2 separate regions of the Capsicum annuum genome follow, and region 1 is linked to region 2. A link is a contact called in public Hi-C data. All regions are on one chromosome and are shown on one strand. Each heading gives the region's core, a stretch centred on a gene start, on an enhancer-like site or on the middle of the called end of the contact. The rest is flanking DNA. Distances are from core to core; before and after follow the strand shown.

Region 1 (5,281 bases), core at 1,958-4,457, 420 kb before region 2:
ATATTATTAATATATAAAATTAAAGAAAAATTTTTACAAATTGTGTTTTAATATTTTTTGTCAAATTTCTACAATGGATAAAAAGATTTTAGGTAATAGTGCTCATCAAATTTCTTTGAATAACTATCAACGTATGTTGATGCTTAACTTATCTTTTATATTTTTTTATTGTTATTTATGATTAACATTATATTTATTTGTCACAGATATATATATCTACCATGGTTAAAACGATTACAGGTAATGTTCATCAGATTTTTTTTATTAATCATCGATATATATTTTTCATGGTTGATTTAGTTTTGAATTATTTTAGCGTTATTTATGATTAACATTATATTTGTCTTTTGAAACAAATGTACTTACCATGGATAAAGAAAATAATAGGTAATGCTCATCAAATTTCTTTGAATAAATTAGAAAGGTATGTTCTCATACTGGATTTCATTTTATAGTAATTTTATTATTTTTGTGATTAACATTATATTTATCTTTTGCCACAAATGCAAGTATCTAAGGAAGCTGGAATTTTCACAAATCTTATGCATGTAAATCTCTCCAAAATGTAAAATGAATATTTGAGAAATCAACAAGTACAATTGAGAGTCAAAATATACAAAGAAGATTTATCGGACCATTTGTGTAAAGAATGAATTCAAATATTTGTATGTGTTCAAATATTATTATATCATTTTTATTTGTCTTAATATATTTCTCTATCACAATTACATATCCACTCTCTTCTAAGAAGGTTATAAAAAAATATTTAAATGCATTTAAATATTGCAATTGATTTATTCTTTTCATGATTTTACTTACAAATTTATATTTATATATAAAAAATATTTGCTAATTTTTTTTGTTGTTTATATTTTTAAATCACACAACTAAAATCTCGATAAACGAACAAATCGCATGAACATTATAATATAAAAATCAACTAGTTTGAATTTGTATTCAGTACTTTATATTTTGGAATATAAGAGAGGAAGACTTAATTACTTATAAAGTGTAACCTAGAAAAAATTAATTAAAAACTATACTAGGGTAGTGATAGTTTTAGTAGTAGCAGTATAAAAACAACAAGTACTACTATTACTACTACTACTTTATTATTATCATCATCACTTATCTTAAATATTTATCTCAATTTAATTATATAACTTATAAGATAATATATATATTTTTAAATAAAAATAAGAATAAAGAAATAATACATTAATCTTCTTTTAATAAACTTGTGATAGTATTTGAATTTAAAAGATTTGAAATATTTAAATTTAAATTTAAAAATTTTAAAAAGAATTAAAAATATTTAATTTTGATTCTCTTTTTCTTTTTGGTGGGTTTTCTAGGGGGCGGCGGGGGGGGGGGGGGGGGCAAATAGTTTTTGATTTTGTTTCATTATCAAATATGTAAATAAAATTTTGTATTATTAATACTATTGTCAAAATTACTTATACAAAAAAATCATTCCAACTAAAATATTATTGTGCTCACTTATTTTATCTTTCTAACATTTAATATGTATGAAAAATTATGTATCTCATACTTATTTAATAAGTAAATTTATTTGTTTTATAAGTGTATATAAGTTCATAATATATATTAAAAGAGAAGAACATTATATAATATTAAAAAGAATAAAAAAATTGTTGATAAGTAGAAAAAGGTATCTAAAATCTTCAACTAAGGTGAGTGGAGGAGGAGAGGAAGTCGAATATTCAAGTTAAGAGAGTTATTTGGTTTAAAAACAAGATTAAAGGTAGACTAAAAGTATATGAAATTACATATTAGGAGTAGTTAGCTATCATACTAAAGAGTTCTAATTGAATTCTAATTTTTAAATTTGAATTGCAGATACAATATCTTCTCAAAGATGAACTTATAATTTTTTTTTTAAAATTGTAGGTACATTTAATTGTTAGATGTATTTTATAAAATACATCTAAATGTAATTTATTGAAATATTAAATGAAATACAAGAATATAATACTACTACTAATGGTAATAAATAGTAGCAGTAGTGGTAGTACATAATATATAGGTGTATTAGCAGCAGTACTTAGTATGTGTAGTAGTAGCAGTATAATACAATTAATATGTTAAATGAGAATGCATTTTTTAAATCATAACAAGTAAAATTTTAAATTTTGTATGCCACGTAAAGCATCAATAAACAACAAATTAAATGAACATTAAAATATAAAAATTTATGTAACCTAGATTTAAATTCAGTATCTTATATTTTTAAATGTAAGAGAAAAAAGCACAATTGCCTATGAATTGTAACAAAAATGTATTCTGAAGAAAATAACTAAAATGCAGTATTTTTTTTTTTTTACAAATATTGATGAGGAATAAGGATTTTGAATTAACTTTGAGAATATAATGCATAAATTAAATAAAATAATTTCAATAAAGAAATTAACTGAAATTAGATGATAGACAAATTACTATCCATACATTTTATATTGAAGAAAAATAGAAAATACATGATTAAAAAACATAAATATATAATTTTATATTAATAAGAAAAACACTTGATAATTATATTAAGCAATTTGATAAGTTAATAAAAGTCAATATTAACAATCGAATAATATTAGATAGTGAATAATGCAATAAAGAAAAATATTGGTCAATTTTTTTTTCTTTTGATAATTATATAGTTCGTCATTTTTTTCCATATGATTTGATTGTGGGATTGTGTGGAGGGAGAGGCTGAGAGGATGGAAGAAGGATGGGGTGGCGCGGTGGTGGTGAAGGGAGAATACATAGTTTAACTAAATTAATTGAACTATGTAATTTTATGAATTATTTATTATAAAATATATTTAATATATTAATTTAAAATATATTAATGTGATATAATAAAAGTTAATTTATTATTTCAAATTAATAAGATAACATTTCTAATTACTTATTTTTTAAAAATATTGCACGGATACCTATTCTAGTTCCAAATAAAGTGAATTATTTTTTTTGATTTTCATCGCCAAATGCTTACTAAATATTGCTTAAAAATGGATTTTGTTGAAGAAAAAGGGCATATTGTGAAATTTTGGTTTGGTGATAGCTTTATACTTGATAATAAATTTTATGATGTTACTGTCCCTATTTGATCATGATTTTCCGACCCTGTCTCCGCTGGATCTGTTCTGAGAGTACCCTAAAGAAAAGGAAACTTGATGACTAAAATATTTGTGGTTTCATATTGACTGCTCTGTTCTTAAATTAAAATCTCTTGGGTGGTGGAAGATATTCAATATTCATAAATTGCTTATTCAGGATGTATGTACATTTTACTTTAAGAAGTCTGCTTTTTGAATGTATTATTAACATTATTCTTGTAGATTATTCTTCTTTGATTTCTGTTACAGCCCATTGTTTATAGTGCTTAGGTCATCGCACTAGTATTATTAACGTTATTCCTGTAGTTTATTCTTCTTGATTTCTGTTACAGCCTATTGTTTATAGTCTTAGGTCATCACGCTATCTATTGTTGTTTAGGTTACTATCTTTTTCTCTTCTGAATGCTATGTACTACTTTCCATATTAATTGTCATGTCTTCTTTGCTTTTGTATTTTCTTCTTCAAATTGCTTTGAAATGCTTTACTTGAGCCGAGGGTCCCAACCTCACGAGGTAGGATAAGGTCTGCATACACTCTACCCTTCCCAGACCCACCCGTGGGATTATACTGGGTATGCTGTTGTTGTTGTTTTAAGTCTGCATATTGAATTTCATATTGTTGGAATGTGTTGATTACTTAATATGTGTTGTTACTACATGTCTGAACAGCTGAACATATTCTTTAGGCACTGCAGAGCGGTCACCTTACTTTTTTTCAGCTGATGCTACTGGTTGCTGAATGATCGTTGTGGATACTGTTATATGTTTTGAGATTATTTGTTTGATCGCTTGTACTGAAGCCTTCCTCTATTGCTATGATTTGCAGTTTTCTGAAATGCTCCTTCAACTGAAATTATACTTCAATCGTCAAGAGCTAGGACAGGGCCTAAAAAGGAACCACAGATTGAAGTTACACATTGATTTTACTAGTAAGGTGATAAATGCGTAGTTGGGACTGGAGGACATTGAACGAGAGGAATTTCTGCTAGAAGCCTAAAATAAGCAGATTAGAGAAGTTCTTTCTTCTCTGGGTTCAAAACCACAGTGGTATCCGATCATAAACACTTCCTATAATGATTTGCCAGGCGGTTCACTGATAGCTAAAGACCGTGTTTGGTTGATGTTGATAGATGCCCTTGCGAAGGTGATTCAAGGTGAAGTTTGCTGGATCTACCATGCATATAGGTTATTGACTGTTTTACCCATGCTTGATCACTGAAATTTTTGTGATGTATGGTATGAATGAGCTTGATATACTTGCAGGGTGGTAACCCTGTTTCATAAGTCCAAGTTTATCTCGTGAAAAGATGGAAGTCTGTCTAGCAAGCATCCTGTTTGTGCGATACTATATGGTTGTGAAAAGAATAGAGACAGCTGGGGAATCCAAACTTTCAGCAGGTATGTGCTGAGCTGCAGGAAACCAGAAAAGGAGTTAAAAAACTTTGGGAATCTTGGTCTAACACCATCCACAATCAGCACTCATCACTTGTAGAACATGGTGAGATGAAAGTCGCAGGGACTGACTTACCACATTCATGATCTTGTGCATGACTTTTGTTCGATAAAAGCTAGAAAGGATAAAAAGGTGTTTGACTTGATAAGTTCAAGTGCTCCTGTCTTCTTTTTCCAGATATGATGCCAAGTTGATTGACCATTCAATTTGATCATTTGGATGGAAATTTTGTCTGGAAAGGAAAAATCCTTATGTTAAACGCCTCCTCTCTTTGAAGCTATACAAGTTTGGCAATACTCCCTCCGTTTCAAAAAGAATGACCTATTTTAACTTGTCACGAAGTTTTAAAAAAAAAAAAAAACTTTGAATCTTGTGATCTTAAATTAAAGATATGTCAAATGTACCAAAATGCTCTTTAACCTTGTGGTCTTAAACGTGTCATGTGGAAAGTTGAAATTAAAGTTGATAAAAAGGGGACGGGTCCTTTTATTTGAAACTAAAAAATAAAGTAGGTCATTCTTTCTGAAATCAAGGGAGCATACATTTTTGGGAAAGCAATCTTTCCTACAATTATCACCTAAGACATTGACGCTGGATGAAATAGGCCTTCTTGCTCATTTGATGTGCTTAAAAATTTGGACGCATGCAATGTCTCTCCATCGGTAATTCTTGAATCAAGAAGACTATGTCAGCT
Region 2 (5,629 bases), core at 2,629-5,128:
TGAATATTTCTAACAAATTCACAAAAAATTTAATTTTTTTCAAGCGAAATTTACTATTTTTTTTCAATATTCACTATCACCCACTTTCAATTAAAATTTAAATTTTAATCCCCAAAAAAATAAAAAGATTTCAAATTTAAATATTAAAATAAAAAATAAAAAGTGAACGTGTGTGGGGGGAGGGGGGCTAGAAGAGTGTTGGGATGGGGTGTGGGGGCTGGAAGGGGCTGGGGTAGGGACAGGGATAGGAGGGGTATGGGGGCTAGGGGTGGGGTGGAGAGGGGCTGGACGGGGCTGGTGAGGTGTGAGGGGGTGGGGACGGGGCTGGGTGGGGGAAGATGGGGCGGGGTAGGCTGTGGGGGGGGGGGGGGGAAAGGGCTAGGCAGGTGTTGGGGTGGGGTGGGGAGGATGGGGGTAGGGTGGGGTGTGGGAGTGGGGACGGGCTGGGGTAGGGAGGGAAAAATATATATTTATTTTTTAAAATTTTTTTAAAAAAAATTTAAATTATTTTTAAATTTTTAAAATATTTTTAAATTTCAAAAGATGAAGGAAAAAAAAGGACCCCTTTTTATTTTTTTAAAATTTTTAAAAATATTTTTAAATTTAAAAAGATGGAGGAAAAAAAGGACCCTTTTTAATTTTTTTTTAAATTTTAATATTTTTTTATTTTTTAAATTATTTTAATGTAAAATTGGCCAAAAATTAACCCCCACTCGCACCCCCAGGGGAGTGGCTACACTCTCTTTGTCCGAATCACCATGACCAGGTCAACAGTCAAAGGGTGCAAAATATTACTTTTTGATGGATTCAAAAGTCCAGATGACAAACATGTAAGTAGAAATATCAACTTACAAAACTGTCATTATACAGAGGTCTAGAAAGTCATTTTCACAATTATTATTAGTTGGAGTTATGTTTATCATCGTTTTAAAATTATCAAATTATTTAAAAGTTAATTACAATTAAATTATTATGATAAGTACGATCTCATGACCACCTCTCATTTAATTGTTAGCAACGAGGACAATGTTGATAACTTGATGCATTTATATATTATTCTTTCTCTCTTTATTTTACTTGTTATTTTTAACATGATATATTTATTCAAAAAATAATGATTACTATAGCAAGTTTATAATATTATTCTATTAATTGATATTTAATAATAAGAATTGAAAAATAGTTTAGAATAAGTAAATAATGTTATGAATAAAATATGATTTTTTTAACCTATCTAAAATATCAAATTAAAAAATAAGTGAAAATAAATTCAAACGAAAAGAGTACTTAATTAATGCCTATATTTGTTTTCAATAAATATACAACTAATATAATGTTTTGTCCAATCAAATCTTAGACACACTCAATATTTTATTTTTCTACGAGTACAACTGTATGCTTATTACATCAGCTTAGCTACAACTGTATGGTATACACGTAACGTCAAACCATTTTTAATTTACTACAGTTCAGATTATTTAACGCATAAGATGAAACGAGAGTAAATTTCCTAGATGGTCACTCTTATTTAAGAAATTGTCTATAAATATTATTTTTATTTTATTTAGGATAAGAATATTATTTAACTTTTTTTATTTTTCTTAAAATATACTTAACACCTCAAAAGCCTCTCTCTCTTACTTGAAATTTCATGTCATTAAAATTTCTTTTTTTTGGATAAATAGATCTATTTAACTCATCAAACTAATTTAACTAAAGTTTTATCCTAATTTTTTTTTAAATATACATGATATACCAATCATTGAAGATTAATTTAATTACACCAAAAGCTTGAATTATTTTATTTGATATGTACTTTTCAAATTTTTCTTTTATTAACTTATTTATTTCACCACTAAATAATATTTAAAATTCAAGTACTCACAAAATTTGGTACTCTTTTAATTTTTTTAATTATTTATTTTATATATTAAAGATTCTTAAAATCTAAAAGAAATAAAGCGATCGATTTCATATTTTAGACATTAAATTTGTTATTTACATGAGAATAAAAGAATAAAATCTACTTTTGAAATTACACAAAAGAGTTTTTGGATTAATATAATCCAAAAATATTATATTTCCTTCAAATATAGAGTAATAGAGAATAAAATAATATAATTTGTTATTTAAAAGTATTGATGGCAAACCTACGATTTTTTTGTTGCCAAACAAAATTCAATAAATAAAATTTAATATGTATTATTACTTGAAAAATTTAATTTGGACATAGATTACTTGCAATTTTTATGCAAGATAATTTTGGTAAATATATAGTGAAAAGATGATTTTTTTTTTGCAGATTTTTTACAAAGAATTGCCCATAAATAAATCATTAAATTCGTAAGATAAAACATAAATTTATTAAAAAAACTATTATTTTTAATTTAGTTTCTTCACTTTTTTTGTGATCAATTTATATTTTATTTTATTTTATTATACAATTAAACACTAATTTATATCCGTACTCTATTCTAAATCCATCTAAAGCAAAGAATAATTGATGGAGTAATATTTAAAAAATCCATTTGGAATAGTACTAAAGAAGATATGATTTTGTTAATATTTCTTAAAAATTTTAATTTGTTTCAAGACTACATAATTTTTCTTTCCTTCAACAAAAGAAGATTTTATTCTGTTATTCTCATATAAATATCAAACTTAATGTCTAAAATATAAAATTTATCGTTTTATTTCTTTTACATTTAAGATTTTTTAGTATACAAAATAAACGACAAAAAAAATTATAGTGTCAATTCGTATAAGTACTTGTATTTCAAAACTATTATTAGGTGGTGAAATAAATAAGTAAATAAAAGAAACTTTGAAGATTACATATCAAATAAAATAAACTAAGCTTTTGGTGTAATTAGATTAATCTTCAATGATTAATATATCATCTGTAATTTAAAAAAAAAATTAGGACAAAACTTTAATTAAATAAGTTTTATAAGTTATACATTTATAAAATAAACAATAAAAAAATTTAATGATTCCAAATAAAAGAGAGAAAGATTTTGAGATGACAAGTATATTTTAAGAAAAAAAGAAAAAGTTGATGATATTCTTTTCCTAAATAAAACAAAAGTAATATTTATAGGTAATTTGAATTTACGACTAGATGCTTCTCCACATCTTACTCATGACAGAAATTTTAATGCATTAAATTTTTGACTTATTTTGGGTTATATTTCATTGAGTGGATTGTATGTTAAAAATAATATTTCTATTTTATTTCTAGAGATAAAATAGATATGCCTTCTATATTTCAGATATTTTATTTTGTGGGATTATATTTACTAAATAACATTATTATTGCATAAAATAAGTAATAGCTAGAAATAAGATCGGAATACCTTCAATATTTCATATACCCTATTTTCTAGGATTATAACCGGTGGTAATAATTTTGTTCATAAAATATAATTTTTTTATCTATTTTTATTTGTTTATTATACTAAAAATAAATATCGAATAATATTTATTTAGTTTGAAAAATTAATGAATAATTTATTTATTTAAATTTATTTTGCATTAAATGTTTGTTAAACTATGTACAAGTATGCACAACTACGGTTGGGGGAGGGAGTAACTGCGGTAGAGTTTTGAGTTTCTTATAAATACCTTCCCTCCTCTCTCCCTGTTCCACCGTCTCTTTGTCCTGCATCTCACGCTTGTCTATCCAAATAGCCATAGATTCATCAATTTTCACTTGAAATTTCTCGTGAAATCAACATTATCCCATTGATATTCAGTGTATTTCTCTCTCTTTAGCTACTACGAATTCATTTGTATCCTTCCAGAAGTTCAATACAACGAAGCTAAAGATCATCACTCATCAGTCAACGGATTTGATGACATTGGGGAGAAAATTCGTTCAGTTTCTGTAAAAACAGAAAATCAAGCAAAATTAGCAGAATTTCCGAAAAATTCTGGTGATTTTGTTTTTACGTGAGAGAAGAAGAACAGTCACGGACAATCGGACATAGTAAAATTCGAAGAAAATCAACGAAGTATCTGATACACACAGAGAAATCAATCCAAATAAGTTGAATCTTCCTGATGATTTTGTGTTTACCTTGAAAAGCATTAGAGTAACGGACAAAAATGATTCAATTTCTGCATACACACAGAAGTAACGGTAAAATTCACAGAAATTCGATTCAACTTCCGCGTATACACATTGAACTCAATCCAAATTAGCTGAATTTTTGAATTTTGCTTCTGTTTTCTAGGTAAAATTCAAAGAAATCCGATTCAGTTTCAGCAGATACACAGAGAAATCAGTCCAAAATAAACTGATTTTGTGTTTCTGAGATTCGTGAAATTTAGTGTGTGTTTGTGAAGATGTCTTTTATGAGGAGAGAATTAGAGGAAGAGAGGAATGGAAGAGATTCATCACCAAGAGAGTATAAGATGGAGGATTTCAGAGATAGTATGAAATCATTGAGAAGTAGCAGTCGATTGGCCATGATGGAGAACGAGCTAGCAACTGATTCAACTAATTCGAGGTTTAGCAGGGAAAACGTCATCAATGGCCTCAAAGGCCTTTCTCAAGGTTTCATCGTTTATCCAGATGACAGGTACGCTTCTAGATAATAAAAATATAAAATAGATAAAAAAGATAAATAATTTATTAACTTGACATCCATTTTTAATATAATAAACAAATATTTTCATATAGAGAAAGTATTGTTTAATCTCCCTCCTTCTAGTTTAACTAGATTTTGTAGCGGAATAGAAGAGATTTTCATCCTTGATTAGAAGGGGCGGTAGCGGAACTTGAATTATTTTTAATTAGAAGATTATAAAGAAGTAAAGTTGATGAGAAAAGAAAACTGAAAAATTATCTCAGAATGGCAATATTTGTGTTCATTTAATTTAGTGGGAGTTTGGCCATGTAAATCAGAAAAAGAAAAAAAAAAAGAAGATTCATGCAATTTTTAAGTTTGAAATTGAAATTGTGTTTGTCCTAGTTTTTGTAATAAACATTTAAAATTTAAATGTTATTTTATAAAACATTTTATAAAAAATGTTTTGAAAGAGTAAAAAAAATTGAAAACATGATTTTGATTGTTTCTGAAGTCGAGTATAATTTTCATGGTCACCCAAGTTCTTTTAACTGTCAATGTGCTAGTTCATATAAATTACAGGCAGAATTGGATCTTATTTTTACACATTATGAATTTGAAAATGTCGAATCGATCAATAAATTTAATTTTAAAAAATGTTATTGATTTATTGATATAGAATTTTTAGATTAAGGGATTTTAATGATTTTATAAAAAAAAATAATTATTTGGATTTCAATTTTTAATATTGGATTATTGGGTGAATCGATAACTATATATATATATATATATATATCACTTTTTAGTGTCTTCAAAATTTTTACAAAACTCGAAAATACAAAAATCAAATTCTAGATATGAAAATCGATTCTCGTGTTTCTTTTTGTGCTAAAAATTATAAACTTGTATGTTTATACGATTAGATCGGTCAAAGATCAATTTAATAGAGGGTGTTTGGCCATGAACTTTTTTTTATTCAAAAAAAGTATTTCATTTCAGTGAAAATTATATTATTGGGTCATAAAAATTTTAAATATAATTTTAAGTTGTATTTGACA

What was found. Hi-C and Micro-C count contacts between places; a contact is called where the count stands out from the background.
Region 1: a Hi-C map of bud shows a contact between it and region 2, with 3 times the contacts expected there. The contact joins the enhancer-like site here to the promoter of LOC107870960 in region 2. A contact is called at or near these places in 3 of 5 Hi-C or Micro-C datasets (bud, leaf and pericarp).

Annotation. Positions count from the first base shown.
Region 1 is chr5:177,140,982-177,146,262 of UCD10Xv1.1, reverse strand. No RefSeq gene overlaps it. Among protein-coding and RNA genes, the nearest start is that of LOC124898559, 140 kb to the right of the region's middle. Within about 2 kb of position 3,207, at least 3 of the 5 cell types and tissues checked have an H3K27ac peak or open chromatin away from gene starts, as enhancers often do. A contact at or near this core is called in bud and leaf, where this site is marked.
Region 2 is chr5:176,716,766-176,722,394 of UCD10Xv1.1, reverse strand. LOC107870960 (potassium channel SKOR) reads left to right here and starts at 3,878. Exons shown (of 15, transcript XM_047413274.1): 1 at 3,878-4,141; 2 at 4,236-4,583. The coding sequence starts at 4,348.